Regions from separate parts of the Mus musculus genome. Here all the other regions are linked to region 1. Evidence: chromatin contacts called from public Hi-C, HiChIP or PLAC-seq and promoter capture Hi-C data. All regions are on one chromosome and are shown on one strand. Each heading gives the region's core, a stretch centred on a gene start, on an enhancer-like site or on the middle of the called end of the contact. The rest is flanking DNA. Distances are from core to core; before and after follow the strand shown.

Evidence for each region. Promoter capture Hi-C pulls out the DNA fragments that hold promoters and counts their contacts. A called contact is a pair of places that touch in the nucleus more often than the background predicts. HiChIP or PLAC-seq counts read pairs in DNA pulled down with a chosen protein or histone mark.
Region 2: a contact with region 1 is called in a Hi-C map of cortical neurons, with 3 times the contacts expected there. The contact joins the promoter of Tarsl2 here to the promoter of Fam189a1 in region 1. A contact is called at or near these places in 2 of 39 promoter capture datasets (cranial neural crest and embryonic stem cells), 8 of 484 Hi-C or Micro-C datasets (cerebral cortex, cortical neurons, embryonic stem cells and 2 more) and 1 of 115 datasets of contacts at active chromatin or transcription factors (stem cell-derived neural progenitor cells).
Region 3: a contact with region 1 is called in a promoter capture Hi-C map of hippocampal neurons, with 1.7 times the contacts expected there. The contact joins the enhancer-like site here to the promoter of Fam189a1 in region 1. A contact is called at or near these places in 5 of 39 promoter capture datasets (cranial neural crest, embryonic stem cells, hippocampal neurons and 2 more) and 1 of 484 Hi-C or Micro-C datasets (cerebral cortex).
Region 4: a contact with region 1 is called in a Hi-C map of cortical neurons, with 2.1 times the contacts expected there. The contact joins the enhancer-like site here to the promoter of Fam189a1 in region 1. A contact is called at or near these places in 6 of 39 promoter capture datasets (embryonic stem cells, hippocampal neurons and stem cell-derived epiblast-like cells), 2 of 484 Hi-C or Micro-C datasets (cortical neurons and palatal mesenchyme) and 1 of 115 datasets of contacts at active chromatin or transcription factors (forebrain).
Region 5: an H3K27ac HiChIP or PLAC-seq map of stem cell-derived neural progenitor cells shows a contact between it and region 1, with 6 times the contacts expected there. The contact joins the enhancer-like site here to the promoter of Fam189a1 in region 1. A contact is called at or near these places in 9 of 39 promoter capture datasets (cranial neural crest, embryonic stem cells, epiblast stem cells and 4 more), 9 of 484 Hi-C or Micro-C datasets (cardiomyocytes, embryonic stem cells, forebrain and 5 more), 7 of 115 datasets of contacts at active chromatin or transcription factors (embryonic forebrain, embryonic stem cells, forebrain and 3 more) and 1 of 9 other capture datasets (embryonic stem cells).

Annotation. Positions count from the first base shown.
Region 1 is chr7:65,155,043-65,157,958 of GRCm38.p6, forward strand. Fam189a1 (family with sequence similarity 189, member A1) reads right to left here and starts at 1,486. Exons shown (of 10, transcript NM_183087.4): 1 at 1,063-1,486. The coding sequence starts at 1,281.
Region 2 is chr7:65,643,440-65,646,355 of GRCm38.p6, forward strand. Tarsl2 (threonyl-tRNA synthetase-like 2) reads left to right here and starts at 1,459. Exons shown (of 19, transcript NM_172310.2): 1 at 1,459-1,775; 2 at 2,814-2,882. The coding sequence starts at 1,506.
Region 3 is chr7:65,609,309-65,612,224 of GRCm38.p6, forward strand. It overlaps BC046251 (cDNA sequence BC046251), which reads left to right. Exons shown (of 8, transcript NR_131060.1): 3 at 34-264; 4 at 422-678; 5 at 989-1,096; 6 at 1,446-1,593; 7 at 1,864-1,944. Among named protein-coding and RNA genes, the nearest start is that of BC046251, 29 kb to the left of the region's middle. Within about 2 kb of position 1,498, at least 13 of the 459 cell types and tissues checked have an H3K27ac peak or open chromatin away from gene starts, as enhancers often do. A contact at or near this core is called in cerebral cortex and hippocampal neurons, where this site is marked.
Region 4 is chr7:64,750,358-64,753,273 of GRCm38.p6, forward strand. It overlaps Apba2 (amyloid beta (A4) precursor protein-binding, family A, member 2), which reads left to right. Exons shown (of 15, transcript NM_001291166.1): 15 at 2,714-2,916. The coding sequence ends at 2,785. Among named protein-coding and RNA genes, the nearest start is that of Nsmce3, 120 kb to the right of the region's middle. Within about 2 kb of position 1,369, at least 30 of the 459 cell types and tissues checked have an H3K27ac peak or open chromatin away from gene starts, as enhancers often do. A contact at or near this core is called in cortical neurons, hippocampal neurons and palatal mesenchyme, where this site is marked.
Region 5 is chr7:64,838,918-64,841,833 of GRCm38.p6, forward strand. The region is part of intron 3 of Fam189a1 (family with sequence similarity 189, member A1); the gene reads right to left. Among named protein-coding and RNA genes, the nearest start is that of Nsmce3, 33 kb to the right of the region's middle. Within about 2 kb of position 1,529, at least 123 of the 459 cell types and tissues checked have an H3K27ac peak or open chromatin away from gene starts, as enhancers often do. A contact at or near this core is called in embryonic stem cells, forebrain, hippocampal neurons and 6 more, where this site is marked.

The sequences.
Region 1 (2,916 bases), core at 236-2,735:
AACTTGCCAGAACAAAGGCCATTCCAAACTAAATAAATAAATAAAAGCCATGCAGGACTGGACTTTTTTTTTTTTTTTTTAATTACAAAAGTTAAGAACAAACGACGAGCATTGATTGCCAAGGCTTGTTTTGGGTCTTCGTAAGCGGAATTTAAACGCAGAAGGTTCACTGTAATGTATTTGTGCACCACTGACCAAATGTAGTTACAGATGTCAAGAGTTCTCGAAACAAGTGCCCATCGTTATAAATACCCGTGCCACATTTATCCCTATTCCCATATGTCCATGCTTTATTAATACAGAATATAAGCAACTTTCACCAAAACAATACAAAATACCAAAAAAAAAAAAAAAAGAAAGAAAGAAAGAAAGAAAGAAAGAAAGAAAGAAAAGAAAAGAAAAGAAAAGAAAAGAAAAGAAAATCATCTCGAACCAATGGCTTCTTTAATAAATGTTTGCTGGAGGAAACATTTGAGGGTCAAGAACCCGAAAATCAATCTGGATTTTAAATAGCACGCTCCTGACTCCGGATCTCCAGCAGGTCCAGCCAGACCGTCCTGGGCTTAAGGGGAAACAAGATGTCCCTGCGTCCGGGAGGTGCCAGAGCGGGGACCAGTCGGTCCTCTCCAGACTGACCCACAGCCCTGCGCGCCCCCGGCGAGAACCGCAGCGAAGGGAGCCGTGCACAGCGGGTACTGCACCGGGCTCGGGCGCCCCCGTGCCGCCTTGGTCACAGTCGCCCGCTGCCCGGGTCGGTCATCGGCGGCGAGTGGGGATCCGGGCAGTTGTCCCAGGCAGGCACCAGCCACCGACTGCTACCCACCAGGTGGCGAAGGGAGGGCGCCTGGCTGTTTTCCCCTCAGAAAAGTAACTCCGGGCGCAACGCTTTGGAGCGGCAGCGCGACGCGCGGCGGTCCCCGGAGTTCCCCGGCCCGGACTTGGAAACTGCTAGCCGAGCCGCAGCTGCCAGACCCGGGCGTCCGCTCCCCCACTCGGCGCCGGCCGCGTCCCCCGCCACTGCAGCTCCGGGTCCCAGCCCGCGCCGCCGCCGCAGACACTCACCGAGAAGCCGGCCCAGAAAGGGCAGGAGTGGCGCACGCGGGCGGAGGTGGTGAGAGCCAGCGCCGCGAAGCTCACGGCCACGATGAGGCATCCGAGCGCCATCTGCGTGGCCCCGAGAGCCAGCACGATGCGGGAACGGCCCGGGCACTCGCGCAGGCGGGACAGGCTGCGGGGCAGCGCGTGCGGACGCGGTGTGCGGGGGCCGCCGGCCGGAGGCATCTCGTCCCGCAAGCTCTCTCCGCGCTGCGCTCCTCTCACCGAGGCGCCGGGGCAAGTTGCGCTGGCTGCGGGGACCGCCTCCCCGCGGGCAGCAGCAGAGGCTGCGGCGCGCGGCCGACGCGAGCGGCTCGGGCCGGGCGGAGAGCCGGGCGCCCGCAGCCCGCACCGGTGCCCGCGCCCATGCCACCGCCGCTGCGCAGGGCCCGCCGGCCGCGCTGCGCCCTCTCCCGCTCGCCCGCCCGTCCGCGCGCTCCCCTGGCCGAGCGCGGGCGCGAGCCGCCGTGCCGGGCGCGAGCCGCCGCGGGCTTCGGGAGCGAGCCTAGCCGCTGTGCGCCGGGGCCCGGGAGGGAACCGAAGCCGAAGGGGGGGACAAGGCAGGGAGCAGGAGAGGTCGCGGGTGTGTCCTCCGCGTTGGTGCCTCCTCCTGGGCCGAGTCGGATACTGGGGAGAGGACGGACGGAGCCTGGACACCGGCAAGGACAGAGGACTCCGAGAGGACCCTTTGGCCAAGGCGTGGGAGCGGGGTTGTGGGACCTGAGGCTCTGAAAGGGCTTGGATGTCGATTTCCTGCGCTGAGCCCCAGGCGTGGCGACCTCCAGTTAATAAGCCTAGCCGCCTTCGTGCAGAATCACCCTAGAAGCCACCTAGGACACCCCTGGGGCAAGCAGCTGCCTTCTATCCACTTCTCCTTTGCGGGGCGTTTTATAAAACAAGTCCCAAGTTTAGCCTTTAAAACAGTATACAAGAGCAAATGTAAATGGAGGTTGTATTAAACAGCCTATACTCCCTCTTGCCCCCAGATTTAATGATTGGCTTCCTTGAAATTGCAAGGAAACCTGGAAATTCGGTTGTCCCAATGCCTTTTGTGGTCCTGTTGATGGGACAACTTTAAGCCTATCAGTGTTGAATGGAGTCTGCAGGGTCGGAAGTATGAAGGACTGGCCGAAAAGGAAAGTTGCAAAAGATGAAATTCAAAGGTCATTCTTCCATGACCTCTTGGCAGGACTTATGGAGTCCTCCATCCCTGTCTGCCTCCTCCCCCTCAACCCCCGCCCCATTGGATTGGAAATACCGAACAGTGTCCTCCCGAAAATATCTCAATTGCTGGTGCTTGAAATTTCAGCGTTAGAGATATTGATTCCTTTGGGGCTTGACGAGCCCCTATTAAAATGCAAATTCCCCTTGAAGGGGCAATAGCTCAGCCTTTATCAGCCAACACCTTACCAGGGATGGGATTTATTTTCCAATTTAACTGGATGGCCAAGGGATGAAGAGAGAGAGGGTGGGAATCCCAGGATAAAGTGGATGACCTCCAAATATTGGCCCGTGGCCAACTGCTGTCGTCTCTCCCAGTTCTTTATAAAATGAAATAAGCCTCTGGCCAGGTGTTTAGAGCGCCCTAGTACAAATTCCAATTTCCTGGAGGTATTTTCTATCTAGAAGTTCTCAGGAAGCATTTTTGTCAGTGCTTGAAACAATATCAAAGCGTGATACTCGACTGCCCTCACCTCCCTCGCCCATTCAGGCATTCTTCTGAAAACCGGCTCAGACTAGGGGGTCTAAGCAGAAGCCACCCATTTAAGGCTCTTAGAGGTAAGTACCTCAGCAAACAAAAACCAGACAGAAGCCTTGCCT
Region 2 (2,916 bases), core at 209-2,708, 490 kb after region 1:
ACATGTTTGACTAAATGCTACCCTCTGTGCCTTAGTTTCTGCATTATACATGGGTATAATGGTATCATCTCTTTTAATGAAGATTTAAGAAGTGACTATTTCCAAATCGCTTCGTTCATGTCTTGGCACATTCTAGGAACTTAAGAACAGTAAAAGCCAACTTTTGTTCTTGCCACAGGAAGCTTCTTGCTCATGGTTATAAGAGAAACAAAGTCATGTGTGAACTTATTACTGGAGTCTTTAGAGTCAAAGCCTGGCTTCTGGAAGTTTCAACGACATAAGCTCAGCTAACCCTCTGAAACATGCCAATTAAAATGACAGTTAACAATAAAAAGCAGAGAAAGGAGATTTATTCATTGTGGTTACAGTGGGAAGATGAACAGCTACAGGGGTTCAGCCACCTACCCCAAGCCCGTCATTGGGGTGCTAATATGAGGTTTAAGTTTAAGTAGAGGCCAGTGGTGGAGGTGTGGCTCCATCATCGGCTTAGTTCCAGTCTGTCCAGCAATTCCTAGGGCAACTCCTCCCCCAGGGGGCAGCAGGGCTTCAGCCCTTTCCTGCTCCAGGATGAGAGCTTAATTCTTTGCGGACCACTGTTTCCAAAGTCCGATAGCACAAATGTTTCTACTTAAAATAATCTTAAGACAGTTATAAACAGCATTTGCTCTAGACTCAAATAGTGAACAATGTTGTGCTGGCCAGGCTGAAGTTTTTGTAGTGCTCTTCTGTGTGTCCTTGCCAAGTGCCACTGTATTTGCACAGCCTTGGCATGAAGGTCTATTTTCAATGGCCGCTTTTCAGAACCTGTTTGCACAGTGTGGTGACTGCAAGAATTTAAGAGGGGAATGAAAGAAATCCATCAGGCTTTGCTAACGGTTTGGACAATCTGGTCAAGAGACGCACCTCCTCTGGGCTTCAATATCTCAAACTCCAGTTTCATTAGACTGAACACACTTCCAGTAGCACCTGGACATGCCTCCAAACGCTAAAGATGCCCATCCGGTGGTCCCACTCCTGCTGCCTAGGTCCAGAGCGTAGTTCTCAATCCTGCAGTGCACCCAACATTGGCCGTGTTCCTGCCCGTGCTCCCTGCCACACTCCCCTGCCCATTTTCCTTGTTTTATGAAGCATTGCTCAGCCGTCTCATCTTCCCCAGCGATGATGCCGCGCTGTCTCATCGCTTCTCCTCTGAAATGATGCCTACCCTTGCCCCTCCCATCACTCCTGCCCCGCCCTTCATTATCCTATAGCCCGCCCCTCTTCTTTGCCCATCGCCTGGCCTCTGCACAGTTGCCCCGATATGGCCCCGCCTCTTGCCCGTGCATCGCTCCGCCCCATGCAGGGATACCCAGCTCCAGCCCCGCCCCTCTTCCTCCATCGCCCCGCCCCATATAGTGATGCACCCCCACTTCACCCCGCCTCCCGAAGTCCTTCAGCTCCGCCCCGCCCCGTCTCCTTGTCACTCTGGCTGGGCTGGCGGGCTCAGGTGGCACAGGGAAGCTACCATGGCGGCCCAGGCCCTGGCGGCTCAGGCGGTGGCCTCGCGCCTGCAGCGGCAGGAGGAGGACATCCGCTGGCTGTGCGCGGAGGTGCAGCGCCTGAGGGACGAGCAGCTGCGCGGGCCCGAGCGGGGCCAAGCCGAGGGCCCGCGCCTGACACGCGAGGTGGCACAGCTCCAGGCGGAGAACCGCGACCTGCACCAGCGCCTGTGTGGCCTGCGGCTGCGCCTGGCGGAGCAGCGCCGCACCGAGGCCGGGCGAGCGGCGGCGCACGAGGTAACCGGCGGCCCAGGAGTACGCACTCAGCGGGTTCCAATTCTGCACCCGGGTGCGGACAGGGCTGCAGGGTGTGTCCCCGCCCGCGCCCTGCCCACTGCCCACGGCCTGGGGAACCGCTAGGTTTCCACCAACCTCCTAACTGACCAGCTGGTATAATTTCTCAGCTCTTCATTGGACAGACTGCAAACAACATTTTTTCCCTCCAGTAGCAGATCAAACTGAGGTGCATGCCTCTAATCCAGAACTCTGGAGGCTGAGGCAGGAGGATGGCTGAGAATTTAAGGCCCGCCTGGAGTAAATATTGAGAATCAGGTCGGCCAGGGCAATATGAGAAGACGCTGTCTCAAATAAAAACTTTTTAAAAGGCCGCTTCAGTGTTTAAGAGTCACAGTATCCTTGGAGAAGAGGACCTAACAGTTTCTATTCTCTCTGCTGGCTGGTTCTGTGCTATCTGAAGACAGGTTATTTTTACTGTCTTATTTTGGTGGTTTGCTTTGAGGCCTATATGTGATCTGTATATTTAACAGAAGTATTTGATTACAGTATTTTCATGTTTTAGAAGATTATTAAGTAACAAATTAGAAGAATTTTTTTTCTAAGTTCTAAAGGCTTTCTAAAACTGAGGGGTTTTTGGTTTTTGTTTTGTTTGTTTGTTTTGTTTTTGCTCTGGCAACATCTAATGAAATAGTGCAATGAATAAGAGTCTGGTGGCAGCCACAATTTCCAGTGACATTATTTGTTTAAAGTTTAGGGAAGAGTGACAGAGAGACACAGAGACTGTGTGTGTTGCAGGCTATGGGACCCATGGCCTTGTGAATACTGGGCAGTGCTCTATTACTGAGCTACACCCCCAGTTTTAATGTGCTCGGACAGATAGGGCTGAACTCTGAAACCAGATCCCTGAGGGTTATAAGTAGATCCTGGTTCCCACAGCCCAGCCGGGACTCTCCAACCATGGGCCCTGCCGTGAGCTCTCTGGGTTTCCTCCTTCCCCGGGTTTCTCATGTACTGCTCTTGCCTCCCATTATCTTTCAGCCTCCTACCCAAAACCAAGAGAAGGACACAAAGAAGAAGAGGCTGAAGCAGAGTGAGCCTGGCCGGGAGGTAAGTCGCTGCTGTAGAAATGGAATGTTCACTA
Region 3 (2,916 bases), core at 248-2,747, 450 kb after region 1:
CTGACTCTTCTCACATGCTTGCTGTGATTATAGCGAGTTGGGGACATTCACACGGCAAGAAGCTGGGGGCAGCCTCCGACCACCGCCAATGGAGCACGACCCTTATCCCAGTGTCTAGCAGAACTGAATGCCTCCAAAAAGGACATGGGGGAAGCTTAGACGCGATCCTGCTCCAGTGGCACCTTCAGATGACATCATGTCTGACACCCTGACTGTAGCCTTCTGAGAAACCTGGAGCTGGATTCACAAGTGAGCTGTGTCCAGGTATCCTGCCCGCAGGTGCTGTTTGTGTTAATAGTTTATTATGCATCAGTAGATGATGAGGATACTCACCCTTTCATACTTTCATCGAAACCAACTACTAGAGGTTGTTCCCTGTGCTTCCCATAGCACCTGACTTTACACCCTTCTGGAATTCCAGGGAAGGTAGTCAGTTACTTAGGGAGGAGCCTACTGCCCCAGCCACATATGCCTCCGGATACCCTTTCCTCTGCTGGACGACTGCTGCTCCAGTCTGATCTTGATCCCGAGTTCTTCTGGGAGTGAGTGCTCCTTTCATTCTTCTGCCTCGCTCATCTGGTGCTCCCAAGCTAGGCTCAGAGCCACGTGGTCTTCTTCTGTGTGCCTGACCTGGATTCCTGACCTAGAGCCTGATTGCTGCATTTCTGATCTGATCTGGTCGGTAGAGTTTTTTGCTTTGTGTTTTGGTTTTTTGTTTAATAATTGCAGCTGTATTCTATGGGTTACATTTTTTTTTTTGACTTTGCACTGTACCCACACAAATCAAAAATAGCTTTGGCAACCCATCCCTGCAGGATGGTCAGATTCCATCCATCAGAAATATAAGGCTGGGTTCTGAGTTAGTAAAGCAAGGCCAGCTCCTGGCACCAGCTCTGGCCCATGGCTCCTGGATGACTCCCCTTGATCTTGTATCTCCAGTTCTGAGGCAGAAAGCATTTCAGATGCATGTGTCTTCCCATCTTTCCAGGGCGCATGGGATGGAACTTGGCAGACATGCCTGGTCCTCATAGGGAGATGTGAGTGTATCAGCTCCGAGCAAGATTGCCAGCTGGCACCGCCACCCAGTGGCACAGCGGTGAGTCACAGAAGCTGCAAGGAGTGGGATGTGGGGCTGAGAATCAGTTTCCAGGCTCCCAGCAATTAGAAGCAGGCCATTGACTTGGGGCCAAGAGAAAAGAGCAAAAGTCCTGTTTCCTGGCGCCCTGGGGCTTCCACACACTCATGCCAACCTGCTTGCCCTCTGCTCCCATGATTGCTTTCTGTGGACACTATTTTGGAGTGATGGCTAGACTCAGCTGTTTTAGCTTCAGAACAAGGCTTACTACCCAAGGACAGGTTGGGCTTAGACAAACAAAACCGTTGTAGCCTGTGAGCAGGATCGTTATCTCCTCAAAGAGATGGAACTATAACAAGCCTGTCTGCAGTTATTGCAAACGCTGAAACACCGCCTGCCTGGAAGTCTCTGCATAAGGGCACCCCCAGGAATGCCTCTGTGCAGACAGCGTCTACTCTCCTGCCTCTGTAGCTGTACCACAGTGTGTGGATAAACTCTACTTCCGCTTTCACGTCCTGGTAAGTCCTTTCATCTCCCACATCACTGGCCCATTACCAACACTTCCTGACACAACTTTGGGACCCACATGGGGACTTCTCTTCTTGCCTCCCCTCCGAGTAATGCTAGTGGTATTTGGTCAGTTGTTCTGTGGCAACTGAAAGTCCTAGCTGGGGCTGCTTTCCAGAGATGCCCAAAGGCCTCCAAGTTGTGACCCTGGGTTACCATCATGCATTGGGATTCCTTTTGGTGCCTTGTGGAAAAGCTTACTGCCCATTCTTAACTGACAGACCCTGGCCAAGGCTACACTTTGGACGGACATGAAAGCAATGGAGAAGCTGGACGGTTTTTACATTTTACAGCCCGTGATGGTAAGGGGGTTACATTCCTCTCCTCAGAGCCCCTTTCGCTCTCAGTGAGGGGTATGATTGGCAGCTACTCATTCAGGATGAGCCCACATATCTTTGGAGGACTCCCACTCCCTTCTCCCTGACAGATTTGCTGCCACTGCACTTTGGAGGGCTTGTGTCTTCTATTCCTTCTCCCATCTCGATGTCTGTACTATTATTTATCTGAACTGGCACAGTGGCAGCTGACTCACGTGCTTTCGCAACCCTTGCCTTTCTGTCTCATTCCTCAAGCACTGTTGTGGAGTAAGCCCCCACCTTCCATTGAGTCAGTGAGTGAGCCTCTCCTTTGCTTACACAAATCCCTTGAATAATCTAACCTTGCACTGAGAGGTAGACATGTCTTTGTGTTGATGTCCCTGAACTTGGAGAAACCCTTTTTAGTAGGTGAATCCCCCTTATAAAGGGGTGCCTCCAGTCCATTATAGATAGTAAGAGGGGGTCACTACTTACTAAGAGAACCTCCTGTGGGGCAGTTCCTCAGTAGTCTGGCTGTGGGACAGACCTCTTTCCCTTCTGACTTCCCAGTAAGCTATATTCTTAAATACTGGAACACTGGAACAAATTTGAGCCACACACAGGTAATTTTCCTGTGTGATGTCACCAGGCTACAATCTGAGAAGCATTGTCAGGTCTGGACCCTCTACAATACACCAAGTCTATACCTTACTTTTTCTGTTACAACCTTATAAAGTCCTCTAAAGTCCTTGACGGCACTGTCCCAAGATTCTGCCTTGCATGAGAGAAGCTACATGTGTCTTGCCAAATTTGGAAGACCAATATCCAATCCAGATTTTTTTTTTTCGAGACAGGGTTTCTCTGTGTAGCCCTGGCTGTCCTGGAACTCACTTTGTAGACTAGGCTGGCCTCGAACTCAGAAATCCGCCTGCCTCTGCCTCCTAAATGCTGGGACTAAAGGCGTGCGCCACCACGACC
Region 4 (2,916 bases), core at 119-2,618, 400 kb before region 1:
AGAAAGCAGCCCTGTTTAGAACAGAGTGGGCATGTGGGACCTTGGGCTTACCTCCACCTCCTGTTTCATGGGTGTGCCCCACTTTGACCTGTGAGCCAGTTACCATCCACTGGATGTCAGCTGAGGAGCAGACTGTGCCCCCACCTCACAGTGGGAGCAGAGTGGGGGGGTTCTCTTAGACTCTCTGGTATCTCAGGACAGAGGCTCCCAGGCACAGCCCCTAACCCCATTTCTGAACAGAATCCCGTACATCCAGCTCCCTACACCAGGAGGCCTGGTTAGCTCATAGCTGCTGTGTCATGGGTGTTGCTCTGTGCCCAGGGTCAAACTGCTTTTTCTTTTCATAGTTCGCTAGCTTGCAACCATCCCCTAGTTTGGCCCTTCTTTGGTCATTTGCATTCTAGCAAGACCCTTTGGTCCCCGAGGAGGGGTATAGCTGTCCTCAAGGATCACACAGGTGAGCATCATAGTGCAAGGTGTGGATGATGCTGCAGTGCACAGAGAGGAAACTTACGCAGTATGGGTGAGGTTTGTAGTATGAAGGTGTGTGTGTGTGTGTGTGTGTGTGTGTGTGTGTGTGTGTGTGTGCTCTCGCATATGCAGCTGGTGGAGAAGAGGTTATGAGTGTCCGGATGTTAGTGTGTCTATAGTTATGGGTAAGAGTGTATTGTGTAGGTGTGTATGATTGTGTCTGTGAGGGTGTGGGTGCTAGTCAGTATAGGTGTGTGGGTAAGAATGCGTGTGAGTTTGTGAAGAAAAAGTGTGTTTTGGTGTATTTGTGGCTATGTATGAGAATAGGTAGGCTAAGAGTGAGGTATTTGTGTTAGTGTTTATGTAGATGAGTGACTGAATCTGTGATATTGTGGGTTAAGTGTGTGCTTGTGACCTGTGCCTGTAGTTGTGTATAAGAGATGGAGTATGCTTGCCGGTTTGTATGAGTGGGGGTGTTAGTGTATGGATGCATGTGAATTTGTGGAGGAGGCTGTGTTTGTGATGTGTGCATAAATGTGTTAGAGTGGGCGTAAATGAGTGTAGGTGTGTGTGTGTGTGTGTGTGTGTGTGTGTGTGTGTGTGTGTGTGTGTGTGTGTGAATGCAATTAGAAACTTACAGGGGACGTGTATGGTCATGATGTATACATCTGAGTATGAGAGTATGCGTGTGCACATGGCAGTCCAAATTCCCATGAATATGGGGGTGTGAGTGTGGGAGTGGGAACTGTGGCGGGGTGGTCTCTGGGAAACTGTGAGTGCTGGCACAGAGTGGGAGGCTGGCGCTGAGCTGGAGAGGCTCTGGCTAGGGGAGTTGCCTGCCCGCTGATCTTTTCCTGGAATTCTGCTGTGGTCCCTGCAGGGCTGCCAGACTCCCTCTAGTGGCCACTGGGTGCTCATGCAGGGCAGATGGTCCAGACTCCCATTTCCTTTGGGCATGGAAGGATGGGAGTTGTTATTTCCTCAGGGGATCCTGGTTTATGTCCCTTAAATCACCTCTCTTGGGGCCACAATGACCAAGTCAGCATCTTTTGACATACCTAAAGGGGCTTGGGGGAAGAGGTACATTCTTTGGACTGGCTGCAAGTGATGGCTAACTCTCAAGGAGGGGACAGGAGGGGGCCATTGGCTGCTTCTAACTAATGGCTTCCAAGAAAGGACAATCCAATTTTCCTAAGTAGACATTCAGAAATGACTGCCCTCATGGGAGTAACCAGTCTCACACCTAAAGAAATCAATCCTGGCCGGGGGAGGGTGGGGGTGGGCCGGGGACCCCAAGAAATGACTCCACCACCTCAGGCCTGAGATTAATTGATAACTAAGGAAACAGCAGAGAGAGGGAGTGTGGCAACTCCCTTCAGCCTGTGGGCTGAGCAAGGCTTCACCCACCCAGCTGGTGACAGAAATGTCTGCCTGCATTTCCCACCAACCCCCAAGCACATTTGGAGAATGAGTCACCCCATTTTGAGACGCCCTCACAGGTTGTGGGTGGGGTAGGTTTTAATTGAAGAATTACGGCGAATGATGCTCCTGAGGGAAAGGCTGTCCTGTGGACTTGTGGAGGAGCTAAAGTATGAACGAAGCAAACATCTGCACGTTTCACCTGTATGAGCTCCGTCCGCAGAGTACAGTCTGGGCCAGAACAGACCTGGAGGCAGCTGAGACCCTGGCAGCTTCTTCCAGAGCACAGCACGGCCCAAGTCCAGGAGCACAACCCCAGTATGGGGAGTGGAAAAGGGGAATCAGAGCTCCCTGCTGTTTGTCTCTCGGGACTCAGAGTCATCCCACCACCCAGGAAGTCATCCCATGGTCTACCCAGCCCAAGTAGAGCCCAAGGGCAACTGGGTTGTTGAGAGTCATTTGTTAATTGAGGGACTCCTTGTCTCTTCAGCTCTTCCCTCGCCCCACATCCTCTTGCCTCATCCAGAGTCTGTGCATCCCCTTCTCAGAAGCACAGCACACTTCTTGCAGCTCGGGGGGGGGGGGGGGGAGGCGGGGGGGGGAGGACCTGTGCCCAGTCACCATCAGAAGTCTACTGTCCCATTCTTTTGGTGTCAGCTCCAGATGAGAGAGAGACAGAGTGTATCAGAAGCCCCGTATCGGAGGGGCACCCACCCTTCTATCCCAGCCTGCTCACTGAGAGCCTCTCGGAGACTGGCACCTGATGCATTCATTTCACTAAGGAGAAGCGGCAGCTGGCTCAGCCTTTCCTCTCTGTTTCCAGATTCACATGAAGACCATGCCTGCAGCCATGTTTAGGCTCCTCACGGGCCAGGAGACCCCGCTGTACATCTAGGTACACCCAACCTCACCGTGGAGCCGGGATACCAGGCAGACCCACCTGGGTCCGGACGAGCCAGAAGCCAGGACAAAGCCCTGACCCCCTGACCCCCTTGCAGCCACCCCAACCAGGACCTCTGGCTCCCT
Region 5 (2,916 bases), core at 279-2,778, 320 kb before region 1:
CTCCTCAGAGCTGGGAAGGCCACACTGTGCTCGAGGTAAAATATGGGAACGCCACATAATTTTCTATTTCGAGTTTCTTTTGTAAAAATGCTGAGTTCCAGGCCTGTAGGCCTTTGTGGGAGCGCTAGTCCATCAAGATGAGGCCTCCAGATGTCACGAGTCTGTGTCTAGCCTGGTTCGAAGAGACTGTGAGTTTCACTCTACTCTTGACAAGTCAAGTCCACTCTCCAAGCACATTGCCCTGGCAGTAGACACCTCTCCTTCCCTGACACACTGAGGGACCCAGGGAGACAGACGCAATATAGGGCTGTGTCAGTTATAGAGCCTGGATGTCAGTTTCATGCGGTCTAAAAATGAGCCATGACTCCACACAATGAGGGGTCTCCCTCTCCTCCTCCACCTCCACCTCTCTCATAAACATTCCAACAAGCATTAAAGCCTCGTTCAAGGGAGTAGAGAGACAGTTCTACTGTCTTGATGCTCTTCCTGGGTCCTTGGTCCGTTTCCCAGCCCCCCACATAGTGACTTACAACCATCAGCAAGCAACTCCAGATCCATGGGAATCTGACACCCTCTTCTGGCCTCCTCCAGCACCAAGCAGGCATGTGGTGCACAGACATGCATACAAACACAACACCCACACATAAAATAAAATTAGAAAGTAAATTATAAAAGGCCCCTGTTAAACACCCTCCTCTCCAGAAGGCCTGAATACAGCAGTGTCTGGGAGAGGTAGAGAGAAAGGCAACATCACCCTATACCTGCAGCATCTCCCAAAACCCTGAATGGGGAGCTTCTCACCCCACTACATCCCATAGATCCCGACAGGTAGACACTCTCTGGAGAGCACTCAGCTGACAGAGGACGGATGGGGATGAAGTCCCAGCGGGAGTTAAGCAAAGTCCAAAGCCACAGGCAACCAGCCAGAAACTTGGAAGACCAGATAAATCCAGGCTAACAGGTGTGAGCTGGACCACACAGGGTGATGTGGGCTCCCTGGAATGCTAACAGATTTATCCCAGTTCCTGTTGCAAAGCGGAAAGGGAGTTACCCTCTGAGTTCCTCCGTTGTCCTCCCCGGAGCAGCTGTGAGAGGGAGGCTGACAGTCACAGACACGCCTCCTAATTATGCATCTGGTGCTGGCTAGAGACAGAAGGATCTTAGTGTCCCAGCCCTAGAATCACAGAGAAGAAAACCCACCAGAGGGCGGCCTACTGAGCGCGCTGCCCGACAAGCACCGCAAAAGTACAAGGGGACCTAGGACCTGGTGAGGAAGCCAAGACCAGACTCAGCTAGGTCACAGCTGCACACGCCCGGCACCTCAGCTCCAGCGCTTCTTTCCAGCGGTGGCTACAAGGCCTTCCCTTCAATTCCGAGACCACACAAGTTTGCCCCGGGCCTTTCCCAGACACCTGTGGACCCGCGATTCACAGGCCACCTGCTTAGACGCCCCTTATCTACACACATTCTGCTCCCCGCCCCTTCCCCTCCCCCACCACACTTCTCCCCACCTTCTGTCCTTCTCTCCTGGTAGCAATTTGCCTAACACTGCCCCCTGTTGGAACATGAGATTTTTCTGGGGTAGGGGAGTCAGAGCATTGTCTTTGAACCAGGAGCATGCTGGATATGGGGGCCCTCCATGGGTCAGAACGAACCAGTCCAATGAGCAGGAGATAGCCCATCTGGGCAGCATACTGAGAAACACTTACCTGGAACTGTTGCTGGGTTACTGTGTTGTTACTATATTTATTTTGTTAGGGGGTATTTCCTCTGCAAGGAAACTTTTGAGCTTGGAATCAACTTTTGAGTCATCCCTTTTGCCGTGAAATCTATTTGTTCACAACAAGGCAAATTCACTTGATGATAAAGTAAAATAGAATCATATTCTCAGGGGAGAAAACAAAGTAGGTATCATTATAACAAGGTACCAGTGGAAATCAAGCTCTAAATTTCTCATGAGGCCAAAAGAAGCCAAGACTGCTCCTGACCAGTGGTTGGTATACTAAACCATTAAAAAACAACAAAAAGCAAAACCAGAAAAACTTTAGCACTTCTAAAATCCACCATGAAACAAAGGCTAGCAAGACCTCCGGAGCACTGTGCACGTCAGTCAAGCCTCCCTTTACTTTCAGAGCCAGACCTGTCTAACTGCCCCAGCCTGAGGCTGTGTCCTTTTCTAATTTACTATTCAGAGTCATGAAGCTAAATCAGGGTTTCCCTGGTTACTGACAGGCTCTTCTGAAGGATGTGGCTATGTAATTGGTGTTGGCTTGGTTACTGGATGTATTCAGAGCTGAGAGCACTGGTAGTAAATGCTGCTATGAACCTGCAGAAGAAACTAACAGGCTCTGGATAAACTAAGGCAGTCTCAAGATTAAGGTCCTCCTCGAGATGTGCCACTGAGCGCCCCTCCTATGCTCCTGACATCCCCAGCGGCGGTCTATAAAGGAAGTGGATCATGGAAATGGTTAGCTCTGAAAAAAAAACCCACAATCGACCCATGGAACTAATTAGGCAGCTTCAGCCACCTGCTGGACTGTCGCACAGCATTGGCCATGAATATTCTGTCCAGATCACCACTCAGCAAATGTTTCCTGAGCTCTGTCATCACCCCGTGTTGGATACAGACATGAGGAGATTTGGGAGCAGCAGCTTAGAGGACAGGCGAGCAGGCAAGTGAGAATGGTGTAGCCCCAGAGCTGACAATTTTAGAAAGAGAAAGATGGGGGCCTCATGGTTCCTCCAGGCTGAGGAAAGGCAGAGGCTTAGTTGTCTGAGAGATCTGAAGTCTGGGGTTGTTGACGAGCAGCTGGAGAGCTATGCCCATGGCAGGAACCTGGTCTTCTGCCCCAGATGCCAAACTCATGCCGAATCTACTGCCCACAGGGCTATGTGGCTCCGAGTGGGTTCACACAC